Regions from separate parts of the Macaca mulatta genome. Here region 2 is linked to region 1. The links are chromatin contacts, called in public Hi-C maps. All regions are on one chromosome and are shown on one strand. Each heading gives the region's core, a stretch centred on a gene start, on an enhancer-like site or on the middle of the called end of the contact. The rest is flanking DNA. Distances are from core to core; before and after follow the strand shown.

What was found. Hi-C and Micro-C count contacts between places; a contact is called where the count stands out from the background.
Region 2: a contact with region 1 is called in a Hi-C map of fetal cortex germinal zone, with 2.2 times the contacts expected there. The contact joins the promoter of NDUFAF3 here to the promoter of P4HTM in region 1. A contact is called at or near these places in 3 of 14 Hi-C or Micro-C datasets (CD4 T cells, fetal cortex germinal zone and liver).

The regions. Positions count from the first base shown.
Region 1 is chr2:112,417,451-112,422,837 of T2T-MMU8v2.0, reverse strand. P4HTM (prolyl 4-hydroxylase, transmembrane) reads right to left here and starts at 3,918. Exons shown (of 9, transcript XM_077992758.1): 1 at 3,237-3,918; 2 at 2,933-3,014. The coding sequence starts at 3,563. It overlaps LOC106996921 (a long non-coding RNA gene), which reads left to right and starts at 4,050. Exons shown (of 2, transcript XR_013413939.1): 1 at 4,050-4,559. It overlaps LOC144339189 (a long non-coding RNA gene), which reads left to right. Exons shown (of 2, transcript XR_013413948.1): 1 at 1-589; 2 at 1,204-3,015.
Region 2 is chr2:112,448,638-112,454,628 of T2T-MMU8v2.0, reverse strand. It overlaps NDUFAF3 (NADH:ubiquinone oxidoreductase complex assembly factor 3), which reads right to left and starts at 2,149. Exons shown (of 5, transcript NM_001194523.1): 1 at 1,577-2,149; 2 at 1,261-1,453; 3 at 1,033-1,099; 4 at 826-926; 5 at 510-746. The coding sequence starts at 1,653. The coding sequence ends at 630. It overlaps DALRD3 (DALR anticodon binding domain containing 3), which reads left to right and starts at 2,293. Exons shown (of 12, transcript XM_077992754.1): 1 at 2,293-2,955; 2 at 5,479-5,774; 3 at 5,928-5,991. The coding sequence starts at 5,968. It overlaps MIR191 (microRNA mir-191), which reads left to right and starts at 3,093; the gene lies at 3,093-3,184. MIR425 (microRNA mir-425) reads left to right here and starts at 3,567; the gene lies at 3,567-3,653.

The sequences.
Region 1 (5,387 bases), core at 2,669-5,168:
TTTTTTTTTTTTTTTTCCTGTGATGGAGTCTCACTGTCACCCAGGCTGGAGTACAGTGGCATGATCTTGGCTCACTGCAACCTCCACCTCCCGGGTTCAAGTGATTCTCCTGCCTCAGCCTCCCGAGTAGCTGGGATTACAGGCATCTGACACCATGCCCAGCTAATTTTTGTATTTTTAGTCGAGACAGGGTTTCACCATGTTGGTCAGGCTGGTTTTGAACTCCTGACCTCAAATGATCCACCCGCCTCAGCCTCCCAAAGTGCTGGGATTACAAGCATGAACCACCAAGCCGGGCTCATTCTCTGCTTTACAGGACAAGCTGCTTATTAGGGAGACTTTGGCTTCATGGCTCACTTAACCTAACATGAATATGAATTAGATATATACAGATCCCAGGAAGGCTACTGAGAGAAAACACTGCCTCCTCAGATGTGTCTGTTCATAGTAGTGTAGTAGTAATGGGGTGAGTATTAGTCCCTTTCCTGGACCCCTCTTTCCTGACAGTTATCTCATACTTCCCACAAGTCTTTGCTCAAATTTTTTTTTTTTTTTGAGATGGAGTTTCATTCTTGTTACCCAGGCTGGAGTGCAATGGCACAATCTTGGCTCACCACAACCTCTGCCTCCCAGGTCCAAGCAATTCTCCTGCCTCAGCCTCCCAAGTAGTTGGGATTACAGGCATGTGCCACCACTCCCTGCTAATTTTGTATTTTTAGTAGATGGAATTCCTGCATGTTAGTCAGGCTGGTCTCGAACTCCTGACCTCAGGTGATCCACCCGCCTCGGCCTCCCAAAGTGCTGGGATTACAGGAGTGAGCCACCGAGCCCGGCCTTGCTCAAATATTTTTCTCAGGCAGGTCCACCTTGGCTACCTTATTAAGGGTTCCAGCCAGGCACGGTGGTTCTAACCTGTAATCCCAGCACTTTGGGAGGCCAAGGAGGGCAGATCACCTGAGGTCAGGAGATGGAGACCATCCTGGCTAACATGGTGAAAGCCCATCTCTACTAAAAATGCAAAAAATTAGCCGGACATGGTGGCACATGCCTGTAATCCCAGCTACTTGGGAGGCTGAGGCAGGAGAATCGCTTGAACCCGGGAGGCGGAGGTTGCAGTGAGCTGAGATCACACCATTGCACTCCAGCCTGGACAACAAGAGAGAAACTCTGTCTAAAAAAAAAAAAAAAGAGTTCCAATCCCAGCTGAACTTCTGCCTTACTGTCTGCTATTTTCTTTTTGTCTTTTTTTTTTTTTTTTGAGACGGGGTCTCTCTCTGTTGCCTAGGCTGGAGTGCAGTGGTGCAATGTTGACTCACTGCAACCTCTGCCTCCTGGGTTCAAGTAATTCTCATGCGTCAGCCTCCCGAACAGCTGGGATACAGGTGTCCGCCACGACACCCGGCTAATTTTTGTATTTTTAGTAGAGATGAGGTTTCACCATGTTGGTCAGGCTGGCCTTGAATTCCTGACCTGAAGTGATCCGCCTGCCTCAGCCTCCCAAAGTGCTGGGATTATAGGCATGAGTCACCGCGCCCAGCCCTGTCAGGTATTTTATGTTGGCAAAAAAGAAAAAAGAAAAAAAATGTGCCTTACTTGTTTGCAATCACATATCACCATCTGAAACACCAATGTATATATTTTTTTGTCTGTTTCCTCTTCATTTGAATGTCAGCTTCAGGGTTTTGTTTCATTGTTTATATTTAGTTCAATGCTGTGTTCCCAGCACCTAAAATAGTGCCTGGCACAGATTTCAACTTTATTCAATAGTAACAGTAATAACAACCACCACCTTTGGATGCCCCTCCCACAACAGGACTGACAGCATAATCTATTTCCCTATAAACAGCATGCATATGACATCCTTCTGACAGGTCTAGGCATAATCCCCAACCAGGACTCTCTGCTTGGAGGTAATGACATGTGCTCAAATGTTCTACTTTGGCCCCAGCTCCTAACCCATTCCATCCCCCCGCAGGCAGGAATGGCCCTGGGTTTGCAAATATGTTTGTCACAGAGGCCAGGTACCCAGGGCTGGGCTGTACAAACACCCTGGACAAGGTCCATGGGACTAGGGGTCCCCATCTTGTTGACACTGGTGGCCTTTGAAGGACTCTGGGGTCTTCACAGCTCTCACTGTGGCTTTGCTGCGCAGGCCTTAGAGGCAGGCTATGTGGGTTCTAATCCTAGCTTCACCACTAAAGTAACCGTGTCAGCCTGGCCAAGCCACAGCAGCTCTCTGTGCCTAACTTTCTCCCCCACTGGTCTGAGGGTAGGATCTACACCCACATCACAGAGGGGTTGCAGGAATTAAATGAAATAATCATACGAAGGCAAGCACATAACGAGCTCAGAAACAATGAGCTATGTTGTGGCTCCAAGTGAAGTCACCCTAGAAGGCTTTGCCCATGATGGCTGAACAAAGACTTCACGGTAAGAAGAATCTCAGAGCGCTGGCAGCAAAAGCTGAGCCTCTGACTGGTGCTCCGGTGGAGGAGGCTGGTGGGGGGCACCAGTTTACCTACATTTCGACAGCCTGCTTCTCATCAGACCACAAGGCCCACTTGGGCAGTGGGATTTTCCCCAGAGGTCCTGAGGTCGGCAGAAAGCTGGTTATCAGTCTCCCACCTTCCCCTAGTTCTAGAAGGTGACAATTAATGGTGGCACGGAAGACAGCTGCAATGAAATGTTTAGACACCAGCCTCAGGCTCACTCTGCCAGCCCGGTGATGGAATAATGGACTGCAGGAAGTAGGGATAAGAGGGAGTGTTACCCTATTGCGAGGACGGGGAAGGTCCTTCACTTTGGTAATCCTCTGGAAGGGCTGCTTTGAAGCAGCCATTTTCAAAATAGAGGTCACGTGGTCACAATGAGCCTCAAGGTGGCCACCAAACCGCAGACCCTGGCCCTTCCCAGGAGTATCTGGCGGACTTACCGAAGAGCAGCGGCTTGAGGCTGAGGGTTCGGATGAAGTGATCCCTGTCGGTGACCAGCTGGACCTTACGTTCGTGCCCCACCTAAGGGAAAGGCGCACAGCGGGCAGCTGGGTCGCCAGACCGCGCTGCCCAAGAAGGGCCAAGTCACCCCGGCCCGGAGCGCGACAGCAGACGCGTGAGTGGGAGCGCACGGGACCGACGCAGAGCAGCGCCGGGGGCAGTGTGGGGACCCGGGTTGAGTGCCGGTCCTCTCGGGCTCAGCCGTGCAGGGCCTGGAGCGCGGCGGGGCGGGGAGGTCCTCACCTTGATGCCCTCCAGCCGGGTGAGGGGACCTAAGGTGGGCTCGGGCCCGGGGCCCTGGGCGCGGTGCTGGGGCCCGGGATCGCTGCTTTCGTCGCCATTGCTGTAGTGCACGAAGAGCAGCAGCGCCAGCACGTTACCCAGGTACAGATGCACGAACACCATCAGCACCAGGAAGTAGGCGCGCGAGCAGATGCCACGGGGCTTGCACAGCGGCCGCACTGGTGCGTCCTCGCCGTCGCCCAGCCCAGCCGCCGCCTGCGCCTTGCAGTGGTCTGGCGGCGCCCACTGCGGCCTCGAGGCCTCCCCTGTCACCGCCGCCGCCGCCATGGCACCCAGGTCGCGCGCGCCTCAAGGGGAGGGGCCGCGGGGTGCCCGCGCTGCGCAGTCGCCCGGACAACGGCCGCCAGGCCCGCGAGCGCCGCGGTAACTAGGAGACGGTGCCTGGGGGTGCCGAGCCCGCCCGGAGCCGCTTGTGTCCGCGCGGTGCTCGGCCTCCCTGCGCCTTGAGCTTCTCTTTCCAAGCTGGGTTGTTGTCGGGCAGAGCTGTACACTCCCCAAGTCAGAAGCCAAGGCCCCAAGTGTAGACGCAGACAAGAGCGGCACCATTAAGGCATACACTACTGGGAGCTTCTTGGTGCCTGCGTGAAGACGCCCTCTTGCCTCCGGGAACAGTATCGTCTGCATCTTCTGACTCCAGGAGCGGGGCTGGGGAGCGCAGGGCGGAGGAGGCAGCACTGGGATGACTCAACAGTGCGGCATTTGGGGGCGCCACGGAGGCCGGTACTGCGTAAGCGGCGATAGGGTAGGACCCACAGTCTCCTTGCAAGCGTTCTTGGAGCTCGGTTTGGCGGTCGGTCCGGATCTCCCGGGGAGTCCTGCCGGAGTGAGGCAGGCCTTAGGAAGAAGCTGCCTGATATGCAGGGTTGCATAGGCAGTCAGAGAGTGCATCCTGGAGGAGCCCTGGCATCAGGAAGGTGAGCCCCCCATGGCAACCCGCAGGAATGAGCCAGTGCTCAGGTGTATGAAACACTCCTTGCATCAAAGCTGGCACGTGTGAAGAGGCGGGAAGGGACTCTTCCACAACCGAGACACCATTACCTCAGAGAAAAATTAAACAGATTATCACCAAAAACGGGGTGGGGGGAAGACATACCTACCAGTGGTCAAGTGCCAAGGAATCCCTGCTCTTCGAGAGCTGGTTATCCTCAGGAAGAGATTACTACACGCCCTCAGGGCAGAAGCTGACCCCACTCCCTGAGGTGGACTTGGAGGCAAGAGCAACACTTTTAAGGCAGGTCACACTGGTGGTTTCTCCCTACCCTGGTAAGACGCCCCTACCTCTTCTCCCATCTCCTCTCCCTTCCCCACAGCAAAGCATAGTCTGCATTTTCTAGTCCCCTCAAGTCAAGGCAGGCCAGGGGCTCCAAGGGCAGGCCCACTTCTTTCTTCCAAGATTTTTTTTGTGTGTGTGTGACGGAGTCTCACTCTGTCGTCCAGGCTGGAGTGCAGTGGCGCGATCTTGGCTCACTGCAACCTCTGCCTCCCGGGTTCAAGCGATTCTCCTGCCTCAGCCTACCGAATAGCTGAAACTACAGGCATGCGCCACCATGGCGGGCCAATTTTTTTTTTTTTGTATTTTTATTATTTTTTTATTGTATTTTTTTTTGTTTTTGTTTTTTTGAAATGGAATCTTGCTGTGTCGCCCAGGCTGGAGTGCAGTGGCACAATCTCAGCTCACTGCAAGCTTCGCCTCCCAGGTTTACGCCATTCTCCAGCCTCAGCCTCCCAAGTAGCTGGGACTACAGGCACCCGCCACCACACCTGGCTAATTTTTTTTGTATTTTTAGTAGAGACAGGGTTTCACCATGTCAGCCAGGATGGTCTCAATCTCCTGACCCGTGATCTGTCTGTCTTGGCCTCCCAAAGTGCTGGGATTACAGGCATGAGCCACCATGCCCGGCTTTTTTTGTATTTTTAGTAGAGACACGGTTTCACCATGTTGGCCAGGCTGGTCTCCAACTGCTGACCTCAAGTGACCCGCCCACCTCGGCCTCCCAAACTGCTGGGATTACAGGCGTGAGCCACACCACCCAGCCTTTTTCCCAAGACTTTACACAGAGTGGCTGTTTTCACGATTCAAGCACATGTGGG
Region 2 (5,991 bases), core at 900-3,399, 34 kb before region 1:
CGCATACCTGTAGTCCCAGATACTCAGGAGGCTGAGGCAGGAGAATCACTGGAACCTGGGAGGGGGAGGTTGCAGTAAGCTGAGACTGTGTGACTGCACTCCACCCTACGAAAGAGCAAGACTCCTTTTCAAAAAAAAAAAGCTGGGTATGGTGGTAGGGGCCTGTAATCCCAGCTACTCAGGAGGCTGAGGCAGGAGAATCGCTTGAATCCTGGAGGTGGAGGTTGTAGTGGGCCAAGATCACGCCACTGCACTGCAGCCTGGGTGACAGAGCCAGACGCCATCTCAAAAAAATAAAGTCAGCTATTTTGTGAGAAAAGTCATTGAGGTCCTCTCAACTCTGCATGTGAGGAAGTAGCTCTAGAACAGGTAAACATACTACTACCTGGCTTCTGAAAGACTAAGGAATCCTAAGTAATCTAGATAAAAAAGTGACTCCTTGGTTTCTTCACATTCCCCTCCAAGAGCCCAGTGAGCCATCAGCTCCTGGCCAGCAACACACCTGATACAAAATGGGGAAGTGTATAAATTATTATGTTGATAAGCAAGGTTAAGTGCCAAAGGGTAGATAAGAGTGCAACCATCGGGAAGCCTGGCAGAGTGCAGTCAGCAGGACAGTTCACGGTGGTTCATTGAGCAGCTTGGCCCAAAGGTTTGAGTGAAGTCCCTCCTGGTGGAGGGATGAGAGCAGCTCCAGTTACTCGGCCTTCATGACACAGGAAGTTGAAGGTGGCACAGGCATTGGGCTGCAAAGAAAAGGCCAGCATCAGCCTGTCTAGCATCAGGCCTGTGCTCCCCGCAGCATGCCCCAGTCCCGGGACTCACCGTGTCCTGCACTTCCACAGCAATGCCCCGCTGCCTCATGGCTTGAAGCACCTGGGACTGCAGCCTCTCGGTCCGGTCTCCAGTCCCCACCACAACAATCTCTAGGGAAGGGAGAATGTGGCTAGTCTACAGTTCTGTTGAGATGCTGGGGTGGGGTCGCCTTTTGGGGCCCAGAACACCTCTGTTCTCCCTCCCCTCCCCCAGTACCTATCCGGGGCTCCAGCATCCAGAAGAGGGAAAAGCTCTCTTCGGTGATGTCCTGGTGGGATCCCACCTGTGCAGGGAAGAGGCACATTTAATACGACAAATCCACGCAGCCTCTCCCCACCTCCATCCACTACAGGACATAGAGGAAAGCCAAGTTTACAGGGACACAAGCAGGGTGAGGGCCTGTGACTCTGGGCCTCAGTTTCCTCACTGCGGGCCAGGACTCACGTTCCATTGCACCACCGAGTGCGGGAGCAGAGCGCAGGGCCCGAGCACGCGGTTGCCGTTTATCATGAAGCCGCGGCTGTTGTAGCTGTCGATGTACGTGGCCTGAGCGGCCTCGCGTTGTAGCAGAGAGATGTGAGTCCGCTGATACAGCTCGTCATCCGCCGGCGAGAGTCGATGCCCGCGCCGCGGGGCCCTGCGGAAGAAAAGGGTCAGGGGAGTGGGGCCGGGCTGCGCCGCCCGAGAGGCCGGAAGGTGCGGGGCTGGCCGTCGCCGGCCCTACGGGAGGGATGGTCGAGGGCGCGGGGTCCAGGCTCACCAGAGAAGCTCAACGGGCGGACAGCGCAACGAGGGTCGCGCTCGATACAAGCTACGCAGCGCGAGAGCGGTGGCCATGGCTGAGCGACGCGCGGCGAAGTCGTCACCGGCGCCGTTAGTCACCAGGTTGGCGGGGCCCTGCGGAGCCTGACCCAGCGAGGCTGCAGCGCCCCCTGCGTCCTGGAGGGCACCGCACAGCTCGGCCGGCCCAGCAGGCGAGTGTCATCTGTCCGAGGAGGCCGAGTTCCCCGACCTCCGGCGCAGCTCCAGTGTCAGCACCTGCCGCCCTCCCCGTCCCGGGCCCTTGCCCACCGTCCCAGGGGAGTGGAACACCTGGTAGCGTGTCCGCCCTCAGGGCGTTGCCTGGGTCGCAGCCGCGGCCTGGCCCCCGGGCTCTCAGCTATTAAGCCGCGCTCCCGGGGCGGGGCGGTCGCCCACCTAGTCCTGTCCCGAACACCTGGCCAGGCGGTCGGTGCCAGACTTCTAGCCCCTAATCCCAGCCTTTGGGGCTTCGGGCACCGTGGGCGGGTCAGTCGACTCAAGTTTCTCCGGCTCAGCGCCGAAGCACGCCCCGCCCTAACCGCCACCCGCGCGACCGTTGGCCTCTCCACCGCCCCCGGAGAGGGGCGTGGCCGAGCGTGGATTGGCTTCTCGGGTGCTCCAGGGGGCGTGGCCAGATGGTTTCTCCTTAAAATGGCTCCAAGTCTGCAGGCAGCCAGAGCAAGCGGAAGGGCAAGCCGTGGTAGTGTTGGACTGACCGTTCGGCTGGGCCAGACCAGGCCGAACAGGACCAGACTTGAAGTAGAAGCGCGTGGAGCATCACCTTGTCCTCGTTCACTCTGCTCGCGTCCTGGGAGTCCCCCGTCCCCCGTCTTGATCCAAGTCAAGGGCCTACTGGCGCGAGAGTCGCTGGCGCCCGCGCGGGGTTTGGGCATCTCGGCACGCCGGCTGTGTCGTGGCCTCAGGGGAACATTGTTGCCTTCGCTACCCGCGGGGCCGAGCGAGCGGGAAGCTCGGCACAGTCGGGGCCTGGTGGTGGGTCCCCTGGGGCCGGTCGCAATGGGTTTCCGGGGGTCCCGCTGCTGCTCTGTGGACCCCTTCGGCTCCTGGTGCTCTGGGCGCTGGCAGCGTCACCGGACAAAGGCCACGAGCGCGGGGGTGTCCCCGAGGCGGACGCGCGGGTTTACTTCCTCTCCGGCCCCACGGGCGCGCTTCCCTCCTGGCGGATTCCGAAGCCCGCCCCACCACCGTCACCGCACCAGTGGCCCAGGCAGGCTTCGTGGGACCAACAGGGCTAATCCTGCCCCGCGGATCTAATCCGGATCGGGACCCGGTCCCAGGGGAGGCCCTCACCTCCCCTTCTATTGTTCTGGGGCTCAGGTGAGCGTCTTATTCCCTCTAGACTCGGTTTCACAGCCTACTCCCGGGTCTTCCTCCTGGGAGTGGGGATGGGCGGGTTCTGATGTGGCCCCAGGGCGAGTGACCTGGGGGCAGGAGCTCCCCCGCCCCCCCGCCAACGGCTGGACAGCGGGCAACGGAATCCCAAAAGCAGCTGTTGTCTCCAGAGCATTCCAGCTGCGCTTGGATTTCGTCCCCTGCTCTCCTGCCTGAGCAGCGCCCTGGCCCAGATGGGGTGCCCCTGACCCCCAGACATAATTTACTGAGCCGCTTGGGTCTCAGTTCCTCTCAGGTGCGCCCTCAGGCTGGAGGTGATGGGTGTAGAGGTGGGAGAGCCGAGGCTGGTGGCCATCTCTGGAACCCTGGGGAGCACTGGCGAGGGAGGGTGGACCCAGGACCTCCGGGTAGGAATGCAATGGTAGTGAGTCCCCGAGGGCTGCCTCATCCCGCATTTCGCTAAAGATAGCCCTCTACTTCCTGGGGAAAAACCACCCCAACCGTCTTCGTGGATGAGTGTATCTAAAGTCCTCAGTTTGGCTGAGGGTTCTCAACCCTGCCCAGCAGTTGTCTCCAGGTTATGCACCTTCAGAATGGAAAGCGCTTTGGAATGACACGATCACTCCCGTTGAGTGGGCCCCCGAGAAGCCATCGGGAATGTCGTGTCCGCCCAGTGCTCTTTCGGCGCCTCCCAGCAGGGCCTCAGCCCTGGCCCAGAAAAGGGCCTTGCCAAGCTTTTCCTGCCCCTGGGTTTCCCTGCTCTCCGGATTTCCCAACTCTCTACTGAGTTAGCTTCTCTATTAAAAGGAATGGGGGTGGGGTGGGGTGGGGTGAGTATGTTACAGTGAAATGAAAACATTTGGGAATCTTTGTGGGAGAAAGAAAAAAACTTTCCTATTGGTAGAGGAGTAATATTCCAACTGAGGCCTGTTTTTCTACTTCTTATGGTCGCATTATTGGGTTGGCCTGTAAATGGCTGTTGCCTAAAACAGGAAGCGTAAGGATCCTTGTTAAAGCACACCAGGTTAAAGGAGTCACATTAAAAGCTGGTCATTCTGGGCCGGGTTTAGGGGCTCACGCCTGTAATCCCAGCACTTTGGGAGGCCGAGGCAGGCGGATCACCTGAGGTCGGGAGTTCGAGGCTTGACAAACTTGGAGAAACCCTGTCTCTATTAAAAGTATTAAAAATACAAAAGTAGCCGGCCATGGTGGCGCATGCCTGTAATCCCAGCTACTTGGGAGACTGAGGCAGGAGAATCACTTGAACCCGGGAGGGGGAGGTTGCGGTGGTGAGCCAAGATCGCACCACTGCACTCCAGCCTGGGCAACAGGAGCGAAACTCCGTCTCAAAAAAAAAAAGCTGGTCATTCTGGAAGGCATCATGATGGTTGTAATTTCTCAGGTATCAAGAGAAGAAAACTGGCAATTGTATCAAGAGTGCGCATTTATTGGGCATAAAGACGACCTGGGCTGGGCGCAGTGGCTGACTCCTGTAATCCCAGCACTTTCGGAGGCCAAGGCGGGCAGATCACGAGGTCAGAAGTTCAAGACCAGCCGGGCCAACATGGCGGAACACGTCTCTACTAAAAATATAAAAATTAGCCGGGGTGGTGGCGGTCGCCTGTAATCCCAACTACTCGGGAGCCTGAGGCTGGAGAATCGCTTAAACCCGGGAGGCGGAGGCTGCAGTGAACCGAGATCGTGCCACTGCACCCCAGCCTGGAAGATAAGGGCAAGCCTCCGTCTCAAACAAAAAAACACTCATATCTCAAACGAGAAAATGCTTGCAAATAACCTGAAACCGCGGAACACTATTCTTTTTAAAACGATGTTTTAAGTAGGTCGTGAAAGTGGCCTTAATGTTATACTGCCTTATTCCAGTGACAAGTATTCGTCATGTGTAAAATGGGAGAAATGAAACGTTAACACAAAGATGTGAGACATCGATAAGAGACGGTACCCTCTCTGATCCCCCACCGGGTCGCGAGGATCCTTTTCCTGGTTGAGACCTGGCTACAGGGAAAGAACCCTAGGCCCGGGAAGGACTCCCGAGATTTCAGATCCAGGGCCCGGCTGTGCAAGTGGACAGCGCGGAAGGGGCGCTGGGGGTGGTAGGTCGAAAGTAGCCGACACGGCTCCTGCTGGCGGAATCTGTCCTCTTACGCGGACCGCCGCCGCATACCCGCCCCAGCCAGTCGATCCTTTCCGGAAGTTCACCTCCGTAAATTCTTTTTCCGGTTCCGCTTACTCCTTCCGGTCACCATGGCGACCAGGCGCCTTGGGGTTGGGGAGACGCTGGGGGCCCTCAACGCGGCCCTGGGGCCTGGCAGTCCGGTATGGATCAAGGAGACGCGCACCCGCCACCTGCGTTCCCGAGACTTTCTGGCACCGCACCGCGCGCTGCAGGCGCGCTTCGATGACGGCCAGGTGGGCGTGAGCCGGGCGAGGCCGTGCGGCTGGGAGCTGGGTCCCGTGCAGTGGCGCGCTCACACGCCCATTCTCCCGCAGGTACCCGAGCATTTGCTCCATGCCCTCGCCTGCCTGCAGGGTCCCGGCGTGGCCCCGGTGCTGCGCTGCGCGCCGACTCCCGCGGGTCTGTCTCTCCAACTGCAGCGGCCCGCGGTCTTCGAGCGCGTCCTCAGCGCCGTGGCCGCCTATGCCACGCCCGCCTTGCCTGCCTTGCCGGGCCAGCGCGTCTTACTACACTGCCCAGCCCTGCGCAGCTCCCCTTGCGCACTCCGCTTGAGCCAGCTGCGTACGGTGCTCGTGGCTGATCACCTGGCGCGAGCTCTGCGCGCTCACGGGTGAGCGGGGCCTCAGGGCCGGAATGGAGAAGGTGGGACTACCGGGGACCTAGAGAGCGAGCGGCGTCGCCCCTGGGGACAGCGGCTGGAGGTGGGAAGTCTTGGCGAGCTGGACCAGCTGCTCAGGCTGAGGCGACCGCCCTCCCTTCCCAGGGTGTGCGTGCGCCTAGTGCCAGCTGTGCAGGATCCGCACATGCTGACCTTCCTGCAGCAACTG